Linked DNA regions of Mus musculus: region 2 is linked to region 1. A link is a contact called in public HiChIP or PLAC-seq data. All regions are on one chromosome and are shown on one strand. Each heading gives the region's core, a stretch centred on a gene start, on an enhancer-like site or on the middle of the called end of the contact. The rest is flanking DNA. Distances are from core to core; before and after follow the strand shown. Region 1 holds the start of Pou4f1 (POU domain, class 4, transcription factor 1). Region 2 holds the start of Spry2 (sprouty RTK signaling antagonist 2).

The links. HiChIP or PLAC-seq counts read pairs in DNA pulled down with a chosen protein or histone mark.
Region 2: an H3K27ac HiChIP or PLAC-seq map of cardiomyocytes shows a contact between it and region 1, with 7 times the contacts expected there. The contact joins the promoter of Spry2 here to the promoter of Pou4f1 in region 1. A contact is called at or near these places in 2 of 484 Hi-C or Micro-C datasets (cardiomyocytes and embryonic stem cells), 7 of 115 datasets of contacts at active chromatin or transcription factors (astrocytes, cardiomyocytes, embryonic midbrain and 3 more) and 1 of 9 other capture datasets (embryonic stem cells).

What each region holds. Positions count from the first base shown.
Region 1 is chr14:104,462,873-104,469,776 of GRCm38.p6, reverse strand. Pou4f1 (POU domain, class 4, transcription factor 1) reads left to right here and starts at 1,778. Exons shown (of 3, transcript NM_011143.4): 1 at 1,778-2,166; 2 at 2,906-4,092; 3 at 5,233-6,904. The coding sequence starts at 2,044. The coding sequence ends at 4,048.
Region 2 is chr14:105,894,187-105,901,090 of GRCm38.p6, reverse strand. It overlaps Spry2 (sprouty RTK signaling antagonist 2), which reads left to right and starts at 4,272. Exons shown (of 2, transcript NM_011897.3): 1 at 4,272-4,503.

The sequences.
Region 1 (6,904 bases), core at 529-3,028:
AGTGGCTCCTTCTTGCACCAGCAAATGAACATCCTTCTCACTTCCCTCTCAGGCTAGAAGAAAGGGAGGGGTTGGGAGGGCAGAAAGGAAAGAGAAGAAAGAAAAGCCAGTGATGTCTGTGGGCTCTTCTTGGAATCTGAATAAACTCGTGGGTGTCCTGAAGATATACACTCTCTAAAGCAAAGGAAAAATACAAATCTGCTGGACCAAAGATTTGGGTTTGCAGAAATGAGATCTCCTCTTTGGTGGAAATGCAGACCTTCTTGTTGTGCGAGTGACCTGAAAGATTATGTATCTGATCTCTGCTTCCCATAAGCAGTTTCTTGTCTCTCTCAGGCTCTCTAGCCAGCAGATGTGATAACATCTGGACCGTTATTATCACCCTAGGCAAGGACTGTATCCTTAGGGACTTAGGCACCCAAGCTGAGGCTCCCCAGAGAGGCCCTTGATCTGCTGCTACATGAGGGTAATATAACAGGTTCATTAATTTATTTCTTCTTCATAGGTCTTCATTTCACAGTTGTTGTTGTTACTATTATTGAAGGCTGGACTAGATAGCATACCAGTTCCTTCTATCTGATTTGAATTTACATTTTGAATTACAATCTATAGATTAGCTTCATTCTGTATCCCAGGTAAGAAAAATACTGTAAGCAGGCAGATATAAAAAGCAAGGGTCCAAAGCGATGTGAAAGAAAGTTCTCTTTTCAACATCTTATTCCCTTTTCTCTGAAGTGGATTTCTTTTCCTGGAGTTTCCAGGGGGGAAAAAAGTGTGTGTGTGTGTGTGTGTGTGTGTGTGTCTCACTGGAGAGGAAAAGATAAAGATCTCGGCTACACCCTGTTTACTATTTTTCCTTTTTGATGACTCAAAGCCTCAGATCACCTAGAGCTCCTTTGAAATGTGAGTTTGTACACGGTTAAAGGAGACAAACAATAAGAGAAATGCACAATTTCATTTCAACAGCTTTTCCCGAGTAGAAAGCACACACTCCTTACTGCTCCTAAGTGACTGTCACTGGTGGTGCCTGACACAGTTATATTCACAACAACAAAGTATGCAGAGAAATTAAATTACGTGGAAATCAATAGCGTCTGACTGCTTCAAACAACTGTCTGTCATGGCTATTATTCTCCGGGAGCCTATTTATAAACCATGAAAGAAACAGGTTCTTGCAGCATAAAGACAGCATCATCCACAGCGCATTTCTGTGTTGCTATTTTTCTCCATATACAGAGGAATGCACGGGCATAATTTAACATACAAATGCCTCTCTGTATACATTATATAACAGCTTGTTAGGCACCGGGTAGTGGAGGTGTGCCTAAATAATGCGCATATATTCTGGGAGGAAAACACACCCGAGAGGAGTGCTTGCATCCTGGCTTTCTTCCTCCAAAAGGTTCCTACCCTTCAACAATAACGGGCCCTTTTTGATCTTTGCAGACCGGCGGAGGCAAGGTGGGACCTGCAGCGCGCATGCCTGGCCAGCTACAGGTGCATCACCTGCCTTGTCCTTGCTGGTGGTCACTATAAGAGCGGCTCCCACGCGCCGCCGCCGGTCGCGGCTCGACGAGCGCGCGCGCGCCCGCCCGCCCGCTCGCTCGCCCAAGCACGGCGCCGCGGCCGCGGGGAGGGCGCGCGCCAGACAGACGGAGACAGCTGCTGTCTGTCAGCGCGGCGGGGCCCGCGAGCTCTCGCGAGAGCTGCCCGGGCCGGCCGCGAGAAGTGGGGCTCAGGTGTAAGAGGAGCGCAGCCCGTCGGCGCGCCGGGGCTAGAGCTCTCGGAGAAGCGGGATCGCGGGACCTGCGCGCGGGCCGGCGGGCGGGCGCTCTGCGCGGTCGGTCCGAGGCAGCGGGCTGCGCTCGCCGGCGCAGCAGCGGCAGCAGCAGCAGCAGCAGCCCCCGCGGCGAGCCTCCGAGCGGAGCCGCCGAGCAGTGCGAGCGAGCGCAGCCTCGGGACGGAGGCCGGGCGAGCCGGCGTGCGCACTTTGCCGCGGACTTTGCGAGTGTTTTGTGGATTTTTACATGCCAAGGCGCCAAGATGATGTCCATGAACAGCAAGCAGCCTCACTTTGCCATGCATCCCACCCTCCCTGAGCACAAGTACCCGTCGCTGCACTCCAGCTCCGAGGCCATCCGGCGGGCCTGCCTGCCCACGCCGCCGGTAAGCGCCCCACGCCCGCGGCCCCGGTCCCGGCCCGCGCGCTCGCCCCCTCCCCCGCTCCGCGCCGCTGCCTGGCGGCAGCTGCCCCGGGCGGCTCCGGGCCCCGCTCCCGCGGGCGGGACTGCTCTTAGAGGGATCCCGCTGCCAGGCACGCGTGGCCCGGGGCCGCTGGAGGCCCGGGTCCCATCCGCCTGTGCCTCTGTCCAGCGCCTGCCATCCGCGGGGAGCTCTCGGGCCGCGGCTGTCGACTTGGCTCCACTTTGTCGGTTAATTTTACGCCTGCACAAGGCGATCTCTGCTCGCTCGCTCGCTCGCTCGCTCGCTCGCTCGCTTTCTCGTTCGGGTGTGTGGCACGGGTCCTTAGCTTCGAGTGACATCTCCATTTCTTCTTTTTCTTCTTCTTTTCGCTCTTTTTTGTCGTCTCCCACTGTCTTCCCCGGAATGTGTTTCCGTGTGCGTCCCCTTCTACCCTTCCCTGGCCCTGTGCCTCTCCCCTTCTATTTCCCCCACCCCGGCATGTTCTCAAATCGTCCCCCGGTCCTCCGTTGACCCTGCTCTTCCCACCCCCCGTTGTTATTTTGGTCGCTTTGTGTTTTGCCTTTTGCCCGTGCTTTCCTGCTTGTGTGTTTGTTTTGTGGTTTCTTTGGTGTTTGTCCCCCCTTTTTTCTTTTTTTTTCTTTTTCTTTCTTCTTTTTTTTTTCTTTCCTTTTCTTTTTGGTTTGGTTTGTGTCGCCTGCAGCTGCAGAGCAACCTCTTCGCCAGCCTGGACGAGACGCTGCTGGCGCGGGCCGAGGCGCTGGCGGCCGTGGACATCGCGGTGTCCCAGGGCAAGAGCCACCCTTTCAAGCCGGACGCCACGTACCACACGATGAATAGCGTGCCCTGCACGTCCACGTCCACCGTGCCGCTGGCGCACCACCACCACCACCACCACCACCACCAGGCGCTCGAGCCCGGTGACCTGCTGGACCACATCTCGTCGCCGTCGCTCGCGCTCATGGCCGGCGCAGGGGGCGCAGGCGCGGCGGGAGGCGGCGGCGGCGCCCACGACGGCCCCGGGGGCGGAGGCGGACCGGGGGGCGGCGGTGGCCCGGGCGGCGGCGGCCCCGGGGGTGGCGGCGGCGGCGGCGGCCCGGGGGGCGGCGGCGGCGGCCCGGGCGGCGGGCTCTTGGGCGGCTCGGCGCATCCGCACCCGCACATGCACGGCCTGGGCCACCTGTCGCACCCCGCGGCGGCGGCGGCCATGAACATGCCGTCCGGGCTGCCGCATCCCGGGCTCGTGGCCGCGGCGGCGCACCACGGCGCGGCGGCGGCAGCGGCGGCGGCGGCGGCGGGGCAGGTGGCGGCGGCGTCGGCCGCGGCGGCGGTGGTGGGCGCGGCGGGCCTGGCGTCCATCTGCGACTCGGACACGGACCCGCGCGAGCTCGAGGCGTTCGCCGAGCGCTTCAAGCAGCGGCGCATCAAGCTGGGCGTGACGCAGGCCGACGTGGGCTCGGCGCTGGCCAACCTCAAGATCCCGGGCGTGGGCTCGCTCAGCCAGAGCACCATCTGCAGGTTCGAGTCGCTCACGCTCTCGCACAACAACATGATCGCGCTCAAGCCCATCCTGCAGGCGTGGCTGGAGGAGGCCGAGGGCGCGCAGCGTGAGAAAATGAACAAGCCGGAGCTCTTCAACGGCGGCGAGAAGAAGCGCAAGCGGACTTCCATCGCCGCGCCCGAGAAGCGCTCCCTCGAGGCCTATTTTGCCGTACAACCCCGGCCCTCGTCTGAGAAGATCGCCGCCATCGCCGAGAAACTGGACCTCAAAAAGAACGTGGTGCGGGTGTGGTTTTGCAACCAGAGACAGAAGCAGAAGCGGATGAAATTCTCTGCCACTTACTGAGGAGGGTGTGAGACGCCGGGTGGGGCACACTGGGGAGCTGAGGGGTGCGTTTCTGGGGCTCCCTCTGGCCCACTTCCCCTCATTTAGACTGTCCGTTATCCTGCCTGCATTTGGGGAGTTCCTTTTCTTGCCCTTCCCTCAGCTCCACTCTGCACCCGGCCCTAGCTGTCCCCCAGCCTAGAGAACAGGGGTGTGGGTGTGGAGAAAGTTTGGGATGGCAGGAGAGAATGGGGGACGTTTAGGTGAGCAGGGCCTGGGGGGTGGGGGAGAAACGCAAAGACTGGAGCTGGGGGGGTTTCGAGAAGCAGGATGGTTCTGGGGAGCAGGGTGGGAGGGAAAGATGGGTGAAGAACTGGGGATCTTGACCAGAGACACTTACAAAATCATCTGGGGACCAAGGAACTATGTACAAAGATAAAACTACCAACCATCACCAAAAACAAAACATAAAACACTAGACAAATAAGGGGGGGGGCAAAGATGCTTTAGGAACTTAACTCCTGGGAGCAGTATTCTGCAGCCTCGTTTACCCCCAAGGAAGAGAAAGCAGCAGTACCATTACTACCACCGCCCCAACTTCCCAAGCACAAGTGAGTCACATAGGAAATCTATCAGCCTGCACCTTGAGCTTCCGGGCAGAAAGCTAGTCCTGTGTTTAACTTTCCCTTCTAAAGTCTCACACCTGCACCCTCTTTGGTTTATTTCCTCTCTTCCAAAGAGACTCCAGGCTTGGCTTCCACTCAGCATCTGGAGCTTAGCTTACATGCGCTTGGGGAGGCTGCCTGGTCATTCACACCGAATCTTCATTTCCCAGGAGCCAATGGCCTCAGTCTTGTGGTCTTGGTCAGGTCTTGAGGCAATGAGAACTCAAAAGACAGAAATTAGGTTCTCCGAAAAAAAAAAAGAATTTATTCTGGGATAATTAAATGACCATACCTACAGTAGGGTTTTACTTTTATAATTTTCTTCATGGATCCATGAACAAATTATCTGACAGTGTCCCCCCCCCCCCATCCTACTTCTAGAACTTTAGAGTGCCCTCTGTTTTTTTTTTTTTTTTTTTTTTTAGTTCGGATTCAAACTCTGCCATCGCACTTATTAAGAGAGGGTGGGAGATCTTAGGGAAGAAACTTGCTTCCGTTTCCACTTCTCTCCACTGAATACAGCCCATCTCGCTCTTCTAGGTCCCTGTCTCCCTCCTTTGGAGAACCGTGAAGTTGTTGAAAAGCTGAGAAGTTTCTGCTCTCATTTGGGGGCAGGAGTCCCATGTAAGAAAAATCACCTAAAATCCCAGAAGAAAGGAAGAGATTTAAAGATTTAAAGCCCCTCCCACCTTGTTCGTTTCAAATAGGTCTGCACTTACCTGGGGGAAGGGGAACAGTGTTTCCCTGTTGTTGTTGTTGTTCTTGTTGTTGTTATTCAAGGATCATTTATTACCGGGGATAAATGTTGAGTCACAAAAACTTCAATTTGCACTATGAGTTTCCAAAATAGAAAATCATGTGTGATATTTCATACTAATAATCCAAGCTGCTGACGGATTTTAAGGAAAAATTTTTTGAGAAAGACAGTTTGAGAAAGAAAGAGAGAGAGAGAGAAATGTGGTTTAGTGAAATGCCTGCTTTGTTGTGTAGAAGATCCCCTTTGGATCTCATGTGGAGATGGTCTGTTACTATCATTTAACCATAACTAAAGATGAAAACGGAAGAGATAAGGGGGGAAGCACTGTTTAACAAGACTGAAATCATGCATGGCTCGAAAGGTGCAGAAAGAAATGTGATTAGGTCTCACTCTGGGTAGGCGTTGTTATTTATTTAATTATGTTGTATGTCATTGTTTGCAGCACAAAACATTCTATGCATTTGAAACTGAGCACTAAACTGGGCTAGCTTTCTGGTAGACCATTTTTTTGTGGATAGTGTGATTTCACAGTCTACTGCCTGTTTCCACTGAAAACACATTATTGTAAATATTTTCTTTCATGCACAGGCCCACACACAGTGGTTACAAACTGCCAGTGTTAATCCTGAAATGTCTCACTGACTGATCCTCCTGTCCATGTTGTGTCTGCAGAGCTCTCTCCTTGGTTATGTCTTCGCTCTATTGCCCCCACCCCCACCCCACCCCATCAGAACCATTTCTGTGCGCCAACATACAACAGGGAGATGTGTCCCAGTCCACTTCCAAATAAAACATGACTGAAAGAAGAGCAGTTTTATGATCTGGGTGCATTTTTGTGTTTATATTGAGCCAAGTCCTGGTAGGGCCGGTCAACAAATGAGAGAAAACAACAAAACAAAACAAATAACCCACACCAAACAGAAAGCCTCAACCAAACTTTAAAATCACGCAAGAGGGGGAGGCAGGGGAGGCAGTGGGAGTGAAAGGATGAGTTTTAGGGTTTTGTTTTGGTGTTTGTTTGTTTGTTTGTTTGTTTTTCCTGAATGAGAATTCAGTTTCAGATAGGTCATGGGAACTGGTGCTCTGAGGAAGGTAACTTACTCGTCCATTTTATCAAAGTTTTAATTTTATCTGCAGAAGCTTTTAAGCCACTTCGTTGGTTTCAGAGTGGTGATGGTAAGCTGTAAACAACCAGGCACCTGCAAAGTATTTAAGTTGAAGGTCAGGGATTCAGGCATCGAGAGGTTTGAATGTGCTGTTCTACTCGAAAAACACATCTAAAAAAAAAAAAAAAAAACAAAAAACAAAAAACAAAAAACGTTGTAACTAAAGGACTTTTCGTTGGCAGTTAATGAATTAGAAAAGTATCCTATGATCTGCCCCAACAACTTGTCAAATGCTTCACTTCATTTAGAACATTCTGCATACCACCTATTGCTTCACATTGACAAGAGG
Region 2 (6,904 bases), core at 3,023-5,522, 1.4 Mb before region 1:
CCACAGGTGGATTCCAGCTAAAGAGGTAGCGGTAGGCGGACAGACAGGAGCCGGAAGCTCAAGGTCACTTATCAAGACTACTCCTCTCACCCCTGGTTAACCTTAGATCCTGCTCTGAGTTTAGTTAGGGATGAAGGACATCTGGGAAGAAGGTTAGATTCAGAGATAAACTGCTTCCAGTCCTCCAAGCAATCTAGATAAGACATCAAGAGGTCTATTTTGAATTCCTTTGCTTCTTTATTGAAGCCACTCCCAATTCCCTTCCTGGAGGCACTATCACCAGAATGTGAGGAATCAAAGAAATTCAAAACATAAAATGATAACAGCCCTGGCTGCCAAATGAAAAGGTCCCCACAGCACAGAGCCCTCTGCTGCTGGAAGGTCCGGGAAGAGTTCTTGCATAAATGAATTTTACTACCTCAGGTGGGCTGTAAAAAGAAAATGGTGGCCAACTGGTCCAAAATGTAACTGTGCTGTCTTTAAATACAAATACAAAACCAAAAAACAAACCAACAAAAACTCCTTTGGTAGTAGAACAAAATGTTTAAATACTGATTAACTCTTTGTGTTAAAAGCACATTGTATGTTTGCAAAATTTTCTCTTACATTTTCAAAACTAACACCAAACCTAGGAAGGTGAAGGGATTTTTTTTTTCAAATCTCAGAAAGAAACTAGATTGAGAATCTTTTATAGATACACTTTGCCCACATTGTAAAGAAGACCAAACAGCTTAGACCAGCTGGCAAGGACAATCCTAAACAGTGTTTCAGTTCATTGCACACAACTCTAAAGATGCTTGCTTACACCTTCTTCTTCACTACCTTCTACCAAAGACCTGAGGAGGTGAGAGTCCCAGAGTGTTTATATTCTACTTCACTAATAACAACAAATGAGGAAGGCTATAGTTATGAAGAACAAATATATGAAATCAGAAAATAAAGCCAGAGTTGAGAACACTAGTACACAGCAGACTCTGCTCAACAGCTAGCCCCGGTAAAGTATATTACTTCACGAGTCCTGGGAACCTGGAGTTGAGTATCTCATTGCAACATCGAGTCCCTTGGACTTGTTTGTGTTTTGTTTCACAGTGCCTGACAAGTGGTAAAACCTCTGCTTAGGGCAGAGTTCTCTTTCTAGAACTTTCCACAACACATCTGAAAGTGAGAGTTCTCTTGATGTTTGTCTGAGCGCTACCATTACCCTGGATTCTCTTCCACAGTGGACTCCAGTTTTAATCTGTGAGCATGATAACTGATTTGGAGGCACAGCGGTTTCATGAAACACCTCATTGTGCATATACAATGTGTGCACAAATACAATTAGTCTTTTTTTATTTTAACAGTAGTCTTTGGAAGCACAATATAGTAGCTTATACACTTCACTGGCTGAAAAACAATAAAGCACTAAGATACAGCCTAAGGAATAATTTAAGAGAATCCAACAGATTCTTCCATTTATTTTGCTCTTAAGTTACAGGTAAAAATGTTTTCCTAATGTGAGGATTATGAGAGAGAAAACCAGTAGATTATTACCTAAAATCCTTTCTAATGTATGAAAGATAAGTAGGAATTCTTACATTCTTCCCCAAGCATCCGGAAGTTCCTGATTTAAATTCTATTTTATGCTTTGATTCCTAATGACCTGTTGGCAGAGCTCCTGCGGCGCTGGAGGAAATGGCATGGGGCAAATGTCTCCCAAGAAGCGGCCACCGGGTGCAAGGGTGTGAGGGGAGGTGTTTCCCTTGCCAGCTCTGCTTTCAGATGCTAGCTGGTCACACACCAGCAACTCCTTTCTGACCTGCCTCCCACAACCTGCCTTTGACCCTCCTAGCTCCTGGGTGGAAATTTCGAATTTCTTCGGAATCGAACCAGCTCAATCTCAAAGGGAATGTGGCTAAGGGGGGTGACAAGAAATTCCACCTTGCCTAACGTTTATACTAGAAATCTTAGACTCCCGAAGCCGGCCAACCCACTTCTTTGAAAGGAAGCCCCCCAGCAGGTACTGAGTCCCGCAGAAGAAAGCAGCTCGAGGCCCGCGCCTGGCGCTCGCCCCCTGGCGGCTCCTTCGGGAAGCGCAGCGGCGCCCGCGCTCGCCTGCTGGAGACTCCACGGATTCCGACGCCGCGTGAGCCGCGGTGGCCGGAGAGGCCCTGCTGTCCTGAGCCCAGAGTGGCTGGGACGCGACTGAGTCGGCCGATCGAGCGTCTTCCACCCTCAGCCGTGGAGTTGGGGGGACGCAGGCCAGCGCCCGGAAATAACGCATGCCACTTCCCCTGCCATCTCTAGTTCCAAACCCTAGGCGAAGGAGGAGAGTGGTTGGAGAAACACCGAGAGGGCAAGGAGAGAGCGCAAGCCAGGCGAATGAGGTGCCAGGATAAGTTAGAGACGTCGCCAGAAGGCAGCTAGAGCCCAGGGTAGCAGCGAACAGGTGAGGACTGGAGCGAGAGAAGTCAATCTCCACGTTTTTAGGAGCTCTAACCTCGCACCGTGCAAGGTCGCAGGTGCTGTGCGGGGATTTTGACCTTATAGCAGGTACCTTCCGGTTTAAAAAAAAAAAATGTAAAATCTCAGCTAAAATTGCAACGTGTGCGTGTGGATGCATTTCAGTGACCCCCACCCCCCCGCGCGTGCTTCCATGTGCAGGCACCTTAGTACAGCCGCGGCCAGAGAGTACCTATTTAGAGTTTTAAATGGTTAACTATAGTCCGCTTCCAACATGAACAGGAGGAACTTATATGAGAATGTTCTAGGTGACAGATAGTGGGATTTGAAAGATGACGCTCTTTTTATTTATGGTTTCGCGAAGGAGGAATTCTGTAGTGAAACAGACTCTTCCCCCCCCCCCCCATTTCGGAAGTCCATGATGTCGCCCTGAGTAATCGCGTGGGTATTACAGAATTAATTTAAAAGGTTTTTGCATCGAGCAAAACAGTACCAAAAAAAAAAAATCTTCAAAAGGCCTCCATCTATAGATAATCCCTCTTAAAAAGGAAATTCTAACAAACTACAAGTCCACACACAATCCAAAGCCAATCCCAGCCAGAGCAGAAGGGACTTGAAACCCGAATCTACATTCCGTTCCTCCCGTACAAGGCTCGGGAGGTGGGGGAGGCGGGCTGTGCTGGTGCCCGGTGTATAATCGGGTTAATCCAGTAGACAAAGAATAAACCAATAGCCCTCCCACCTCACTTCCCGCTCCCCTTTCCCTCCCCCTCCTGTTCCCCCACCCTCTTCGCCCCCTGGGCATCGGTGGGGGAGGGGTGCGGTGGAGCGGGGCGGGGTGGGGGGGAAGACAGGAGAGAAGAGGTAGGATCGAAATGGAGATTCCGAATCGAATCTAAAAAGCTGCGACTCGCTTTTCTCGCTAGCACCGGGCGGCCGGGTTAGTTTGCAACGTTCTTCCTTCTCCCCTCCCGGCGGCGAGGGGGAGAAAGTTCCCCAAGCGAGGCCAGCCTCGGGCTGGTATGGTAGCCTCTGGGTGGGGGCTATGGGGGGGGGGACCCTTTAAGGTCAGTGTTTCCTTGAAACTAGATAAACTGACCCCGCGGCGGCCCGCGCGGCCCCGCGTGACGGCGCCGGGGCTGCAGGAGCGGCTGGGGACGCGCGGGGCGGCGCGGTTGCCCTTTTGAATGCCTCCTGCGGCTCGGAGCGCTGGCGGGCGCTGGAGCGCGAGTGAATGTAGCCCCGCGGAGCCAATGAGCTGGGACCGGATGCGATATATCCTCTGGGACAACAACTGCTCTGTTCCGCCTCGGATCCACATGACGCCATTTACTGCTGCCGCGGCCGCTGCAGAGCTCCCTGCCTCCTCCGGAAAGGCGAGGGCGCAGGCCAGCGGCGCCCTCCCCCCCCGTACCCCCCCCCCCCATCCCCGGCCGGGCCCCAGACCCTCCTCCCCCGCCGCCTCCACCCCCTCCGCACCCCCACCCCCGCCTCGGCTTCGCCGCCGCGCCTCCGCAACGCCCAGTCTGCACGAGCGAGAGCTGCGCGCCGCAGCGCCAGCGGAGGAGAGGGGCCGGCGGAGCGCGCAGCGCCCAGGCCCCCGCGCGCGCCCGGCCCGGCCCTCGGCCCCGCGCCTGCCTCCACTTGGGAGCAGCCCCGGGCCCCCGGGTCTTGGCGAGCTGGCCTTAGGTTCTTTGTAAGGCCGTGCTCGCCTCGCTTTCTCTCATCGACCAGGAAAAAAAGAGACTCGCCAACGTTGCCGCTTCGGCCTCTTGTTCATTGAGAAAAAAAAAAAAAGGAGAGAGAGAAGGGGGGAAAAAGGAAATACTCCGCGTGCGCTTCTGGAAGGGAGGTCATCTATCCCGGAATCCGGGAGGGTTCCAACGGTGGAGGACTGGGTTCCAAAATTTCCCCGTGGTTTTAATCCACCGATTGCTTGGAAGTTGGACTGAAGCAGAGTTTGGAAAGAAGGAAAAAGTTTGCATCAGGACTGGATTTATTTGCACATCGCTGGAAGAAGAGGATTCAAGGGAGAGGGGTTGGTGCAAAGCCGCGATCACGGTGAGGAGCGTTTGGCTTTTCCCCTTCTGGAACCATAGCCGGCCGGGAGTGGGGTCCGGGTTCCTCTCTCCACTAAACCAGCTTGCTTCTCGGGAGCATTAGGGAACTACCCCGCGGATCTCCTTCGCCTAGAACAGGGGTTCGGCCATGGCCGGGCTACAGGGTACGCCTATGCAGTATCCCCCGTCCCACGACAGCTCACTCGTAAGGGGTTTGGGGCGGAGGACCGCTTCACTGCGTTCTACTCCTATCCCTGCATTGGCGACGATTCAGTCGCCGAGAGCTTTAAGGGAGGGAAAACACAAAGTGTTTTCTAGGTCGCTGTTGCAGGCTCTGGCATTGCTAACCTGTTCCTCCATTCGTTTGAAGGCTAAGTTGTAGAAGAGCCATCCTGAGGCGGAGGCGCCTGTGGGGCTGCGGTACTGGGCTTCTCACCTCTCCACCTCACCGGGCCAGGAGACCCGGCAGGCGAGCGGAGGCGAGAGTGCCAGGCGGAGGGAGTCCCCGCCTCTGCCGGGTGTGGACAGTCTAGCCCGGTGCGGGTGGGAGCGTCGCCCAGCCTGGCGCCGCGTCTCTGCGGTTCGGAAGTGCAGCTTTCTCTTTTTTTCCGTTCTTCGTGGTCGGCCTAGGTCACGCTTTTTTTTTTTTTTTTAATATATTTGGACACTGAGGCTGACTTAGCACAGGAAGAGATATCAAGTGGTCGCGATCGTTTTCCATTACCTGAAAGTAGGTGGCAAAATAAAAAAGGCTAGTTTTTTCCCCCCTTCCCTCTTTTGTGTTACTGTTTTTAAGATTTGGAGTCTTAACGCCTTTTTTACAAAGGGGTTTCTGTGTCGGTTTGCCCCACCCTAGTGCTGAAGTCCTTTCCCCCTAATCCTTAGTCTGATCACACACTGTTCTTAATGGGGGTTTCAAAGCACTCAAAGGGGGAGGGAGAGGAACTGGGAGAGCGCAGAAGGGGGGGGGGCTGCATTGGAGGCGGCCAGGGATCTGTAGAAATCAACTTTTTTTTTTCTTCCAAAAGATGCTACTTTGCACAGCAAGCAGGTCCTCACGGAAAAGTTTCCGATCCCCGGGGCTCATAGTTGTGTATGCCTGGCGGGTGCAGTGGGGCTCTGGATGAAGCTATTTTTCTTTCGTTTTAAGAAGTATGTCTTATTCTTTCTGATCTAAAAGGAGGTAGGCGTGTGCAGATTACAGGCAGTGCTTGCTTAGGTCATTGCCCCGTGGAGTCGCTCTGGGAGTGTGGGTGCAAGCTGTGCGCCCTAAGCCCGGCTCTTCCTCGGGCCGTCGGCTTTGGAAACTAGTGAGGACGGCCGTTTTGAGGGCCTTCCCAGAAACACCTTGTGGTGACCTTGCGGCGGGGGGGTGGGCGTGTTAGAGTGGCTCCCCCTCTTGGGGCCGGATGGCAGTTCCTCTTGGGTTGGGGGAAATTTTAGCCGCGGGGGTGGAGGAGGGGAAAGTGTGCTCGTGCCTTTCATGACACGTCCCCTTCGGAGGCGCCCGCGCCCCCTGCCTGCCTCAGCTTCTGCAGATTGTACACGGGAGGGGCCGGGCTGGCCCCTGGACAGCGTCAGTCCGCCTGGAGAAAAGTCCCCCGGGGTTCTAGCTGAGTCCCACCTGCTGGGGACTGTGTGGGGGCGCAGATAGAGCCGATAAACGGGTTGAAAGCGAAGAACAGCCTTGTGTACCTTGCTGTTGGAGGTGAGCAGATCCGGTTTCCAGCTCTGTCTGGTTTGTCACCTGCCTTGTTCGCTGTCCTTTTCCAAAAAGCAGAGGTTGGGTTAAAAAAAAAAAAAAATCCGGTTTTGCTTATTTTCCTTTATTTTCATGTGGACTCGGGAGAGGGGATGGGATGGTACTTAAATCGAAGCATGACTGTAATTTTTAAGTTTACTTGACAGGATCATAGGCTTCCACTGTGACATTTCAGATTCCTAAAACTTTTCTTGTTGCAGTTACTTGCTTTGTGCTCTCGGGTATTTTTCAAGATGAGAAAATCATGGGGTGTTTTTGTGTGTGTGTGTGTGTGTGTGCATGCTTTATTTATTAAAAAATGACTTGTGGTTCGGAACCTAAGGCTAGACGCCTAGGATGTGGGTCTGTAGAATATTTGATGTACAAGTTGTGGTCTTAGGACTTTATTTTCACGTGCTACCTAATGGAATTCGAGATGACTTACTTTAATTATATAACTTTATGCTAATAATATTTATTTAAAACTCCGCTTTAATTGCCCTTGAAATGTTCTTTTTAATCACAGCCGTCCTATGGGATTGGAAAAAGATAGGGATTAGACCACTCACGGTGCAAGTGTGATGTAGAAAAAAAAAAAAAGACTTGACCGATACGTTGTAGGTATTTGTTGGTGTTTCATGTAAAAATGATCGCGACAAAC